Regions from separate parts of the Mus musculus genome. Here region 2 is linked to region 1. Evidence: chromatin contacts called from public HiChIP or PLAC-seq data. All regions are on one chromosome and are shown on one strand. The core of a region is the stretch at or near the end of the contact, and the rest is flanking DNA. Distances in the headings are between cores, read along the strand shown.

Evidence for each region. HiChIP or PLAC-seq counts read pairs in DNA pulled down with a chosen protein or histone mark.
Region 2: a contact with region 1 is called in an H3K27ac HiChIP or PLAC-seq map of embryonic stem cells, with 7 times the contacts expected there. The contact joins two enhancer-like sites. A contact is called at or near these places in 1 of 484 Hi-C or Micro-C datasets (cranial neural crest) and 3 of 115 datasets of contacts at active chromatin or transcription factors (differentiating embryonic stem cells and embryonic stem cells).

Annotation. Positions count from the first base shown.
Region 1 is chr2:59,539,765-59,546,415 of GRCm38.p6, forward strand. No RefSeq gene overlaps it. Among named protein-coding and RNA genes, the nearest start is that of Gm39831, 31 kb to the left of the region's middle. Within about 2 kb of position 4,632, at least 22 of the 459 cell types and tissues checked have an H3K27ac peak or open chromatin away from gene starts, as enhancers often do.
Region 2 is chr2:59,985,598-59,992,578 of GRCm38.p6, forward strand. The region is part of intron 4 of Baz2b (bromodomain adjacent to zinc finger domain, 2B); the gene reads right to left. Among named protein-coding and RNA genes, the nearest start is that of Gm13572, 48 kb to the right of the region's middle. Within about 2 kb of position 2,149, at least 14 of the 459 cell types and tissues checked have an H3K27ac peak or open chromatin away from gene starts, as enhancers often do.

The DNA.
Region 1 (6,651 bases), core at 3,382-5,881:
AACCCAAACTGAGAAAGACAAATGCCTTATGTTCTCCCTCTCCTGAGATCCAAATCCTCAGCTCTAAGTGTCGCTACCTCCCCTCACTGAAGAAGACTTTCTTCACAGTAAATGGAGACCATCACAAGAACCCACAACCGAACACAATACAGAGATCAGCAAATGGTGGGGAGCCCAGGCCAACGGATACATCTACATCACACTTCCTGCATCCAGGGAAACACCACAAAAGAGGGAGTGGAAAGACTGTAAGAGCCAGAATTCCAGGAAGTCTGCAGGGACAGTCTTTCTAGCTGCATAAGCAAGACGGGAACAATGGTAATACCAATGGCCACAGTAACACAGGAGGCAGGAAATTTCATGGTGTCTCACCCCCTACACACACACACATACACACACACACACACACACACACACTCATACACACACACACACACACACACACACACACACACACACGCACACACACAAAGATGGTGGGAAAAGAAGAGAAAAATTAACCTCTCCCAGGGATATGGCCCCTTATTGGTTGTCCAAAGCAGAGTCGTCAATCTTGAAACCATATACACACTACCAATAAAAGCAGATGCAGCAAGTTGTATTTATACATATTTGTACATAAACATACATACATATACACATATACAACAGTAATAATAAAAGAAAGAGAGGCTATCACCTTGAGAGGGACATGGAAACGGTTGGAGGAAGGACACATGGGAGGAGCCAGAGAGGGGAAAATGTAATTCTATTCCAATGAAAAACATATTTCTAAAAAAAAAAATCAGTTCAAAAGGCACTGCAACTTTTTATAAAAGGTTTGCCACATGTACATTATACATTATAATTAAATATATTGCTCATCTTTATATTTGGATAAGTGTAGAATAAATAAAATACAAATTCCATTCCCTTAAAAAAAAAAAAAGAAGATTTGCCCCAAATAAACCTTTCAGATGGTAAGCACGGTTGTCTTTATTCACACTCAGCGAAGCATATTTAACTCACTTTGAAGCAAAGCTTCCCAACGAAGCAATGCATTCCAAACTAGTTAAGGTTAAGCATCAGGTTGAGGTTGGCAGATTCATAAAAAGTCTCACTTCACAATGAGGACAAGGGTCTAATACTCTCCTTGTTGCTACTTCAGCACGCAGCTGTCAAACAAACAGAAAAAGCTAACAAAACTCAAGACTCTTCTCTGGGTAGTTCACCATAAATTCCTTCTGGGTTTCCTTAAAACGTCCCAAGTTTTTCTTTTGCAAAAAAAAACGGCAAATGGCTAAGAGGTAATAAGTCTTGACTGGACCTGACTCTTTCCATTGCAATGAGTCTCTGGCTGGGGCGGGGGTGGGGGGGAGAACCACTCAAATGTGCCTGCATTTCTTTCTCCTGGCACAGTAGAGCAGCATCTTTTGTGAGTGACCCACCCCCTGATGCTCTGATTTCTCAGAGTTAACAGTGTTCTCCAAAAGTCCTTCATGCAGTCTTTGGCAAGCTCTGGGCAACAACGCTGAAGCCTAGTGTCTCAGCTACAACTGGTCCAACATGGGTATTTGTTAACCTAGCCAAAGGATCATTGAAAACTTAATGTGTGAGTTTCCAGCAACACACCTCCCCATGCAAGCATGTGAGCACACATGATAGCCTGGATTTCTACATTGCACATACTGTTGAGATGAGTGAAAATAAGAACACTTCATATCCAAATAACTTCTAATCCTTGTGTATTTTTCTCACACAAATCTTACTAAAAGCACCAGTGCAATCACACACACACACACACACACACACACACACACACACACACACACACACACACACACGTACGTTTGTTCTGCAGATTTACAAGGAATATCTGAAGATGCTTTGTCATCAGACAGCATGATAGTGTTTTCCGCTAACCACTAGGGGGCAGTACAGACCAACCAAAGGTGCAAGCATCCGCCGTGGCCCTGGATTTGAGAGGATCTCAAGGTGATAAAAACCACTTGCTTATAATGAAGAATTTAGACAAAACAGTTCAGGCCTCGTGTTTTTAAAACTCAACGTGAACATGGAATGCTTTTTCTCAACACCGTGAGAAATATGTATGTTCTTTGTGATATCGTAGACATTAATTGCCGTGAGTCTAGGCTCAACATGCCTGAGTTTAAGCTTGATCGACCTTTAAAGGTGCTGTAACCACACTCATGTTCTTTAACTTCCCTCCCTCGCTTTCTTTCTCTTTCTAATGTGGATGAACATTTTGCCTTTACCACATACCTGCCTGGTGTCCACAGAGGCCAGAAGAGGTGATGGAACCCCTGGAACTGGCATTAAGGACAGTTGTGAGTCACCGTGTATGCTGGGAATCAAAAGGGTCCCTCTGGAAGAGCAACTTTTAACCAGGAAGTAATCTCTCCCACCTGCCTCTCCGCTCAACTGTGGATCTTGCTCTACTTAATTAAAATTGAACATGCTCTGGGTTCACCTTAGTAAAACTGAACACATTAGAGTTTATACAGCCAAGATCCAAATACTGCCTTCTCCAAGGTAAACATCTTGGTAATTTGGGCAACTCCTCCAGCTTAGGTTTTTTTCACTTGTAAAACAGATCTAGCAAGATCAATCCTTTGGCAACTGCTTGAAGCATGAATGTACACATACTTAGTGCAGTGCCTGGCACATAGTAAAACATAACATATATTTCTGTACTATTCTTAATATTCTTTTTACAATGACAAATGATAATAATATTATTATATTTGTGACCAAAATATGTGGAACTGCATCTACACTATTGCTAACCTTAAAGGCCCACTGAGAAATACGGACATGAAATGTATTTTCTGGTTCTGACTCCCACACTGGCCACATACTGAAAGTTTATTAAGCTCTGAAGTTTCACAGAGATTGAATACCAAAAAAGGTGCGTGGAGAGTTTTATCTTTGTCAAGCAATGCCTTTTGCTCTCCTTTTGGAGGTAGACCTTTCGGTCGGATCAAAGTCTCCAGGTTTCTCCTAAGGGGCTGAGTACCAGAGGTCGGTCCTCATCCATTTCTGGACCGAGTTCCCAGAGGAAAGCGTCTGCCTCTCCCTCCGCTGCTCTCTGCCCTCAGGATCTCAGTTGTCCTTAAGCAAGGCTGGCTCCATTCCATGCAAGCTTTCTTCCTGTTTCTGTAGAGGGCATTTGTCTCTTAAAAAGTCATGTGTAGTTCATATAAAAATGCCCCCCTCATCCGTTACTTCACGTTTAACTAGATCTGTCTGAGGAGTTTGGTAGGGCTGAAGTGTTGCCCAGGCTGGCCTCGAACCCAGAAATCCTCCTGTCTCTGCCTCCCAAGTGCTGGGATTAAAGGCGTGCGCCACCACTGCCCAGCCAGCCTGCAGTCTCTTACAGTAATTAAAACAGTGACCACTGTTTTCAACAAAGCAAATTGGCCTTGTGAACTTACTGATCTTTTGGGGGACAGAGGCAAGAGGGTCACATGACTGTTGCTGCCCGGAAGCACTAATGGGCAGCCAATCAGGTTACTTCTTGGCAATGGCTTGCATTCCCCATGGAGTTGAGTTCCGTCCGACCTCTAAACGCTTGATGTGCTGGACAACACCACTGCTCTGGTTAGCCCCATTAAGGACCCAGCTACAGTAGGTAACAATATCCCCAAGAGCGAGAGAAAACGGTAAGCCCTGCATGGCTTCTGGAGGACAAGCTCCCCAGCGAACCAAGGACTCTGTTTTCACCATGCTAAGGGTTCAAAAAGCTCGTCTAAAACAAACAAACAAAACAAAAACAAAAAACCCCAGAACTTCTGTAGCTGGCTGGCTTGTATTCCAGTGTGGTCATGTCTGCCCTTTAAACGTGGCAACTGAAGGACTTTGTAAAACCTGAAAACAGTTTAGGACATTAAAGGGACGTCCCTACCCACCCACCCCCAAACAGGAATTTCCATGCACTGTGGAAACTATTCAGAGGCAAAAACATAGCATCTTGATGAATATAATAGGGTCTCACATCCCCTCTTATAGGGACACAACTCTCATTGACTTAAAAGTGACATTTCCAAACAGGCTGCAAGAATGATTCGTCTCCCAAACAAAGCGGGCTGCATTTGTTCCGATAGAATGGCTGCTTCTCTTCTTTGTGTCCGCATAATTTGGTAGAGCACTCCCTCGTTCATTCATTCGAGGGTGACTCTCATTTGAGAAATTTTCTCAATGAGACCATTTAAAAATATTTTTAAATCCAGAGCTTTCCTCTAAGGCCTCTTTCAGTCTTCTCTGCCTTGTAGCTTAACAGGGACGGCAAGATTAGTCCTTAAAAAAAAAAAAGAAAAAATATTTTGCAGTAAAATTCAGCCTAAAAGAGATCATGTACTGTAACATCATGTCTGCCTGGACATGTGCGGCTACTAGAAGTGTTCTGATTGTATCAAGTCCCCTCCCCCATTCAATTAAATGATATGGAAGAGAAGTCATTTAAACAGACATTCACATGCTAAGATCATTTCCAGAATAGCCCACCTCTGCAGTTTAAAAACTGTTCTATGGAAACAAGAGACGCAGGTATGTGCCTCCCTGACCCCCACTGGGGTCCAATCTCCCTCCTATCCCCCTTCTCCGGTCCCATGCACTTCCTGGCCCCGCAGGTCAGAATGCCCATAAATTTCAGGGTCTGACACTCTGTCGGGGGCAGAGGTGAGGCCTGAGGGAAGAGGTGAGTCCAAAGCACATCTTCATTAAGTCAAACAAAGCAGTCATGCAGGGTTTACATCGTGGGCCTGTGGATGTGCTTCACCGTGGCTCTTTAAATAAACAACAAGGAAAGAAAAATACCACAGACTCTGTTGATGGCAAGGCTGAATATAACCTGTGCCGGAGACGTGAACCAGGAGCGGGGGCCTGGAAGAGTTCTGAGCCTCTTCCCAAACACGATCAACCCACAAGTTACAATAAGTGAGTGTATTCGATTTGTTTTAACTTTTTTTCAGGTGCTGGGGATCAAAGCCACGCCCTCACCCCCGGGAGGTAACCTCACCACTGAGCTACAACACACCCCAGGCCTGTGTCTAGAGTTAAAAGGGTCTCAAAATACCAAAGATAAGATGGGGGTTAAATTAAGAACTGGTCAGCAAGCAAGCTGTGGTTGTTTTTCAGCCTTACCTTCCTCTACTTGAGCAATTGAAAAGTTGCTGGGGTTTTTTTCTTTTTTTTTTTTTACATCAGTGTTTAACTTCAGCCTAGCTCTTTAAAACTAAGAAAACAACAAAAGAATGAGATTGTTAAATATCAAATATCAAAGAACTTACTACTCCATTCTAAACGTCCCTCTGAGTGAGAAGAGAAGGATCAAGTTGAGTAACACTTTGTCTGAGAGCGCCAAATGTGTCCTCCTTGCTAATCTCCTCCTGGGATTTCGCTCTTCACTTGAGCAAATTAGCTGAGGGTGAACGATGATCAAAAGAGGAGCTTATGAAGAGCGAACTCCATGAACTGTTAGTGAGCCTGAAATGCAGATCACAAAATCTCCCAGTGGATAAAGATCAGAAGCAAGGGCAGGGATGTAAGCAAGAGACATCTGCCATAAAAATAAATGGGGGAAACAGGAAGACAGACGGGGAGAGGGGCTAAGAGGGCACTCGCCTTTAATGCCAGCATGCGGAGGCAAGAGTAAAGACTATGAGTTCGAGGCCAGCCTGGTCTTAGTAGTGAGTTCTAGGCCAGCCAGAGACCTTCAGAGAGAGAGAGAGAGAGAGAGAGAGAGAATAAGTTTCTCTTTAAAAGAATAGACATGCTTGGGTTTGATTCCCAACTATAGGATGAAAAGGAAATTATTATAAACAACTCAGTGGAGGACTGTCTAATACACCACTGCCCATGCCTTCAGTAGAGCCATATGAAACTGAGAAAATATCACCACATCAGAGAATGGTATCCAGGATGCATGGGTGCTCCAGTATATATACATACAAATATGTATGTGTGTATGTGTATATATGTGTATGTGTGTATATATATATATATATATATGTGTGTGTGTGTGTGTGTGTGTGTGTGTATGTGTATATATATATATATGTATATATATGTGTGTGTGTGTGATATATGTATATATATGTGTGTGTGTGTGTTTGTATGTTTGTGCATATATATGTATGTATGTGTGTGTGTGTATATATATTTTTTTTTTCCTGAGTGCTTTTCAACTACATTCATATAAGTTCTATTCAGAACTTTTATTTCAGATAGCTGGGCAACTTAGTAATAAGACCACACTTTCTTTTTCTTCTTTTTTTTAATTTAATTTTATTTGTAATTCATTTTTTACACTCCATATTCCATTCCCCACCCCTCCCCATGCACCCTCCGACTGCTCCACATCCCACACCTCTTCCCCACCCCACCTGACCTCTAAACTCCCTGGGGCCTCCAGGATCTTGAGAGTTAGGTGCATCATCTCTGAATGAATACAGGCCTGGAAGTCCTCTACTGTATGTGTGTTGGGGGCTGTTTGGTGGTCCAGTGTTTGAGAGATCTCAGGGGTCCAGATTAATTGAGACTGCTTGTCCTTCTACAGGATCGCCCTTCTCCTCAGCTTCTTTCAGCCTTCCCTAATTCAACAACAGGGGTCAGCTGCTTCTGTCCATTGGTTGGGTGCAAATATCTGCATCT
Region 2 (6,981 bases), core at 899-3,398, 440 kb after region 1:
TATATAAGCCAGGTTAGCCTCCAACTTACAGAGATCTGCTTGCCTCTGCTTTTGAGAGCTGGGATTTAAGGAATGAGCGCCACACCTGACTGAAGACACGATCTTGTGTGTACATTCTAATCAGTCAACCTGGTCTTACTGGTTACTCAGAATAGAAAATTCATGAGATTTATAAAATCGGAATTTACTTTTGAATTATTAAGGATTCTAGATATTGGCTCCAAAGTTGAGTTCAGACAAAACAGGGACAAATCCAGTTAAGTCAACAATCACCATCTCTGGATCTAACCAACTAAGCCAACTAAATCAACTTCTTCACTCAGCTGTGCCAATCAAACGGTTTCTTTACAAATATGTCTGTGTGTGTGGAGGGGGGGGGTGTACACCCACCCACATATACACTTCCTCCTCTACCTATGTTTCTGACAAATGAGTTAAACTCAAAATTCCAGTTGTGTAGAGTATACAGTCATGTACTATTTACATATGAGTAAATATATGATATGTGTGCATATGTGTGAGCCTGAGATAGCATGTGGGTCCTACAGAACAAACTTGGTGTCATTCTCAAGCAGTGTCCACCGTTTCCTTTGAGACAGACTCTGTCTCATTGGTCTGCAGCACACTGACTACATAGGCTGGCGGGAGGGACAAGGCCCGGGAACCCCGGGCTCCACTTCCTTAGGGCTGGACAACCACACTAAGTTTCTGATTTTTCCTTTTCTACATGAGTTCTGGAGCTTCAACCCAAGTCCTTATGTTTACACGCATGTTGCTTTTGTTGACAGAGATGTTTCCCAAAGCCCACCTCTTTTCTACCTAGAAAGTAGGTAGTGTTCAATTGTACCTGCCAGCTGTATGCATGTAGCCATGGCTTAACTAAAAAAAAAAAAAACAAAAAGCAAAAAACTGTGGGACAAATTTAAGCTCCCAAATTATGAAAAACTGAAAACACTAAAATTAGTGATGGCTAAAACTGACAGAAACAATTTTATGAGAACTAATGAATTAGCTTTAAAACATGCATAAAACATAATTAAGCATTAATTTCATTATTTTGAAGGAGCAAAAGAGCTAAATCTTAATCTCATGGGCAGAAACATAAAATATCTGAATGCTTATCACTCCTGTAGCAACAATTAAAGATCAGGGCCATATCTGATCACATTAAAAGATTTTTAACTATAAAAAAGTACAATAAAAAGAAGATCTGAACGTGTGATATCTTTATTGGGTCTTCCTTTCCTTCCTACAAATGTAAGCCCTCTTAAAGACTTTATCCTGTTCGTTCCCCCTTCCTACTTCTATAGCATCACGGTTTAACATCTCAGTGAGAGTGGACTGTATGCCAGGACAGGCTCCACAAGCAGGGATGGGGTCTCACTATCCCAGGGCCTCCCCATTCCTGGACAGCCAGGCCACCAGAGGGCTTGACAGACTGCGACCAACTGTGGTTCTTTCCTCACACTCTCGCTTGCTCTTCGGAACCTCCGAGATGCTATGACTCTTCTCTGTGACTTGTTTTATATAATCCTATCTGTTCTTTACTATCTCCCCAAATATGTTTTTGAATATTATTATTCAAAATCTATTTATATTATACCATGACTAGGATATAAAATTATGCAGGAAAAATTCATTTCTTAATTTTTACTATGTACAAAACACGCAACGATCTCAGGACCTACTATAAGCAACAGAAAAGCAGCTGTCTTTTAAAGGGCTAAACTAATCAAGCAAGAGCCATTCTTTAAATCATTAAAAATATAACATCTTCACTGAGGTTTATTTATTCACAGAAGCAAATCCAGTATCTGTACTGCAACTTTTACCTTTTTACACAGCAAAAAAACTATTGTAAGGATTACCGGATGCTGCCAGGGCCAAGTGGAAGCCCGTAGCTGTAATCCATCTTAAAATCTGAAGCTCTGACTCACAAGGGAATTACTTCTCTCATGCTGAGTGTTGTAGTGAGTGTGTGTCTGTTGTATGCATGTCCACATGCATGTTCAACATTAACTTTTTCTCCATCACTTTCAAACATATGTTTTGAGAAAGGGTCTCTCATTGAACCTAAAACTCTACGATTTGCTTGGTGGCAAATGAACACCAGATGTGCCTGCCCTGACCTCCCCAGCACAGATTACAGCATGCGTTACCATGCCTGTTTTTGTTAAATGTGTGCTGGAGATCACAGCTAAGGTTCTCACGATACTACACCACCTCCCCCGTTCCACGATGGGAACTTTAAATTGATAACAGATAGGGACAGCATGCTGGCTCCTGTTACAGTCGACAACACAAATGACATTTCAGGTGAAGCTTATCCTGTGTCACCAAGAGAGCAGGACATGACACAGAACATGTCACAGAGGATCGAGGAACTCCCTGAATATAGAACGAGCGTATCTGAATATTAGAAAGTTCTAGTTTTGGAACAGTAATTTTTTTCTACATCTATATACCTAATGTTGATATATGCTCCCAAATCAAAGTATCCTGATTAAAAACGAGTTTTCTTAGAGAAAATGTCTGCACACTTAGACGATTAAGGCAGTATTACTCCTTTGACCGAAGATGCTCAGACTGCATGCTGTGCGTGCAAATGTTATTTCACTTTTAGTTTTTGTTTTAACTGATGATACATAACCATGGACAACTTAGATAATGAAAATGTATGTACAGTGGCAATGTTAAGATTCTTAAATGATAAGCTGGATAGTTTTTAGCACAACTTTTCAAGTCTATCAGGTGACACACAAACGCCAATGTGTCAGTCATGAGGAATGGTATTATAAAAGTCTTTGTTACCAAGCACGTTTGTTACTCTCCGTGAACAATAAGGTCTTTCCACCTCACCGGAAGCAAAGAACGATACACAGACAGACTGAAGTAATCCCGAGCCTAAAGTGCCTGTGTGCAAAGTCTCCTATCACTGTGTAAAAGTCCAAAAGTCAACAGTAAACATAGCTGATATAAGAAACCAGTATGGGAAACATCTAATCTTTAAAAACAGAAACAACAAAACCCAATGAGAGCTTTCTATACAGGTTGTTTTTCTGCGTGCCAGAGCTGCTCTCGATCTTTCAATGCTGCACAGAGCTGCTGCTCCAGGCCTACATCTTTACACTGCTGACGTGATTTACATCACTGCGGAATCAGTCTCTGGCTTGTAATCTGCACAGCACTGCTCATCCTAGAAACTGGCATTCATTCAGCTACACCCCATATAGATCAGCAATAAGGGAGCATATAGGTCAAAACAAACATAACTGAAATGCTATCAATGGAATAACTCAATTATCAGTTAATACATTGAATTCTTAACCATTTCAATGCTTACGTATTTGAAACTCAAAGTAAGGGAGATATAAATTTGAACTTTAATGAACAAACAACAAAAAGAATTCTTTAGTTCGTGTGGACAGAACATTTTTCCACAAATAATCTTCATTTCATTCTTGTATTCTCTTATTTGGAGCCACTGCAGCCTTATGTCTTAATATTTAGAAAGATGTATGGAATACAAGTAGATTCTAGTCATTCATTTATTTTCTTTCTTGAGACAGGAATTCATAACGTAGCACACACTAGCCTTGGACTCAGTATGTGGCTTAGTTCTTGGACTTAGTATGTGCCAATGTTCTGGAGCCTTTCTGCTTCAGTGTCTCAACTCAGGGATTACAACATGCATGACCAACCTAGCTTATTTTTATTTAAGTACTTATTCTGAGATTATTTTATAATCACAAAAACTGAAAAAGTAACAGCAAGTCCCTATGTTCCTTTTCCATAGCCCCTCCTATGCTAATATCTTACATACAACTATAGATCAATCTTCAAAGCCAAGAAATTAACCTTAACTAGGCAAAAAATTATTGGCATTAATCCTATTTCCTATTAACACCATTCCTTGTCCCAAGATTCAAGAATCCTTTATTACATTGAACTTTGTGCTTTTAGCTTTCTTCAGTCAGCTACAACTTTTGTCTTGTGCTTCAATGATGAATATAAACCAGAGATTGGGGTTCGTCTAATGCTTTGTAACAATTAGAAGTTCTACCTCTTTGAGGATGACACTCAATGGCCCTCTCTCAGAGCAGGATACTCAAGGCCCATGTTTCTTTGCAGCACCGCTGATGTTAATTTTGTCACTAAGCTGCTGCCTGCCAGGATTCTCCACTGTGAAGTTAACTATTTCTCTTCAGTGTTTTGTTTTGTTTTTTTTTTTTAAACCAGAAAAACAAGTCAGTAAAATCATGGGTTGCTTTGGAAACAAAAGCTATTAACTTGTGCCACTTCAATCTAAGAGGTTAGAATAATTTCTTCTTTGTTACAAACATTTTTATTAAATCTACTGAAAGAAGTTAAAATGCTAATTTAAAACCCCACATATTTGATATACATTTAAAACATTCAAACACTGCTTTATTATTAAAAGGAAAAAATAACTGAGAATAATTTCAAAGAACGTTTTTTTTCAATAAGCAAGAAAATGTTTCCCCACAATGAATAGAAACTATTATAACCAGCTTTCAAAACCACAAAGAGCATACTGCTAGGGCTGCCCTCATAGCTTACTGCAGCCAGGTAGTTTAAAACAGACCCTCCTGCTAGAGGCTTAAGCCAGCAAGCATGATGGCAGGGCCATGTGCCCTGGGCTACCTCTGGAGCACTAAGAAAGCATCTGCCCCATGGTCTCTGCTAGCCTCAGGTATTGTCCTCTGTCCTCACGGGACATGCCGTGTAGGAGGGCACAGTCACTGCAGAGAAGGGGCTACTCACTGACTTCCTGTTAAACCAGAGACGACTGTAAGAGCCCATCTCCAAGTAAGAGAACATGCTGAAGCACTGTGATTTGGGCCCCAACACACCTTTTTTCTTTGTAACAAGAAGATACACTCTAACCCTAATACAGGGTTAGTTACCAGTATCACTTAACTGATTTGGACATACTATTTTTCTTCAGTAACTTACTACTAAAGTCTCCAACAAAAAGGACAAAGTTCTACTAGTAAAAGGTAAAATAACATTCCAGACATGCTTAGGTCCTTGAGTTCAACCTCCCATGAAATATTCCTCATGGAAGAAAAGGTAGACAGAGACTAAGCAGACAGTTCAGAGAGTAAGCATACTTGCTGGGCAAGCCTGACGAGCTGAGTCACATAACTAAAGGCCATGAAGCCGACAGGACAGATGTGCATCTGCAATCCCAGCATGCCTCACCTGCTGTGCCCTGGGAGCCAGTGGAAACAAGAAGGGGAGACCTGACACCCACCACGTATAAGGACGTGTGGTAGCACACAATAAGGAAATGAATAATAATGTTTAAGATGAGAGAAAAGACAACTGGACAATGGAAAGCCTTAAATCAAGACTCACAAAAGTCCTCAAAATTAGTACAGCAACTGCAGAGAAAAGTATTCACATGCTAACCTGGAGGCAACGGAACCCTGCTTGTGTCTACTATACATCTAGGAAGACTGCTCGCATCCCTTACTGACCCTCTAATGCCGGTAAACTTGAAACCTGGCTGTCTTTCAGTTATGTCTGAACTCGGTCTCAGGTTGGTTTTTAAACATTGCCTCTTCAGTATGTTAAATGGTTTTTTTTATATATATATATTTACAAAAGAGCACTTTATTCATATGTATTAAACAATGCTAAACTAAAAAAGTTACATTCCATCTTGATGATAATGGACTGAACCTCAGAACCTTGTAAGCCTGCCCCAGTTAAATACTGTCCTTTATAAAAGTTGCTTTGATCATGGTGTCTGTTCACAGCAATGGAAACCCTGAGATACCCCAGATGCGTACTCTCTAGGACACTGTTTTTATTTTGGGATAGGTCATAGCACTTGACACTCTGAAATGCTGTCTAATATGGCATTAGTGCACCGACGCTGACATGTCCTCCAATAGGCAGCACCTAAACGTGTCACTTCTGTTATGCACTCCTTGGACTGTCAAGTAAAATATATGCATACTCTATAGACTCTGCCTTGCGTCAGCTGCTTAGCTGGCCCCTGAGATTAAGCCTGGCAAATGCAGCCTTGCCTAAGCAGAAAGAAAGAATAAAGGGTCATGGGAAGCAAGATACAGGGATTCTAAATAAAATATTAAGAGTATCCCTTTCATTTTCTGAAAGTCGACATTATAAATACTTCTAAGTCTATTATATACTCTGTATAAATTATGCTAAATATAAATTAAAATTTTTAATTTTAAAATTCAAATAATGCTAGCATTATTTGACTTTTTTGGATGCTTTTTGACCCTAAAACAGCACTGACCTCTCTCCTCTTCACTGAACTAGGCAACAGACTGCTTATCACTTCAGTGAGGTCACTTAATCAATTTGCACCAGACCTGGGGGTTAGTTACTGACCTTTGATTCTGCTTCATGAAGGCAGTCAGTTTGTCAGTGCTGCTCATGAACTTAAAAAGCAGGACTCCCTGGATGGTGCCCAAGCTCTTACAGGGACTAGATGTGTCTCAGGAATTTGCAGCAGATGATCTGACTCTGAATTATTGACTGACTGACTGATTGATTGATTGATTGATATCTCCTTCCCAGTTCTTCAAAATATCTGAGAAGAAAGGCCCTCTTTCTGCTACATCTGGGAGAGTTACATCAAAATATCCCTTTAGATTTTCTATTTCTTTAAAGCATATGGCCCGGAGAAAAAGAAGAACCCAAACTGATGGAGACCTGAAAAGCCAAAACGTGGCTTAGAGGATTCATTGTCTTAGAATGCTGGAGGGAAGAAGGTGCAGGAATCAGCAGCTTCCATATTAAAAGGACAAGGCCCAAAGGACTAGCTAACAGCCCATGATGATCTGAGCACCTTACTGCTCCACAAGGTGCAGCCCCACTATGAGCTGCCCCACAATGCACTGCACCTCCGTCTGCAGCTCCTCACATGGATGTTTTTGAGAGGTGACAGGCAGGCTGACAGCTGACAGGATGGCATTCTGC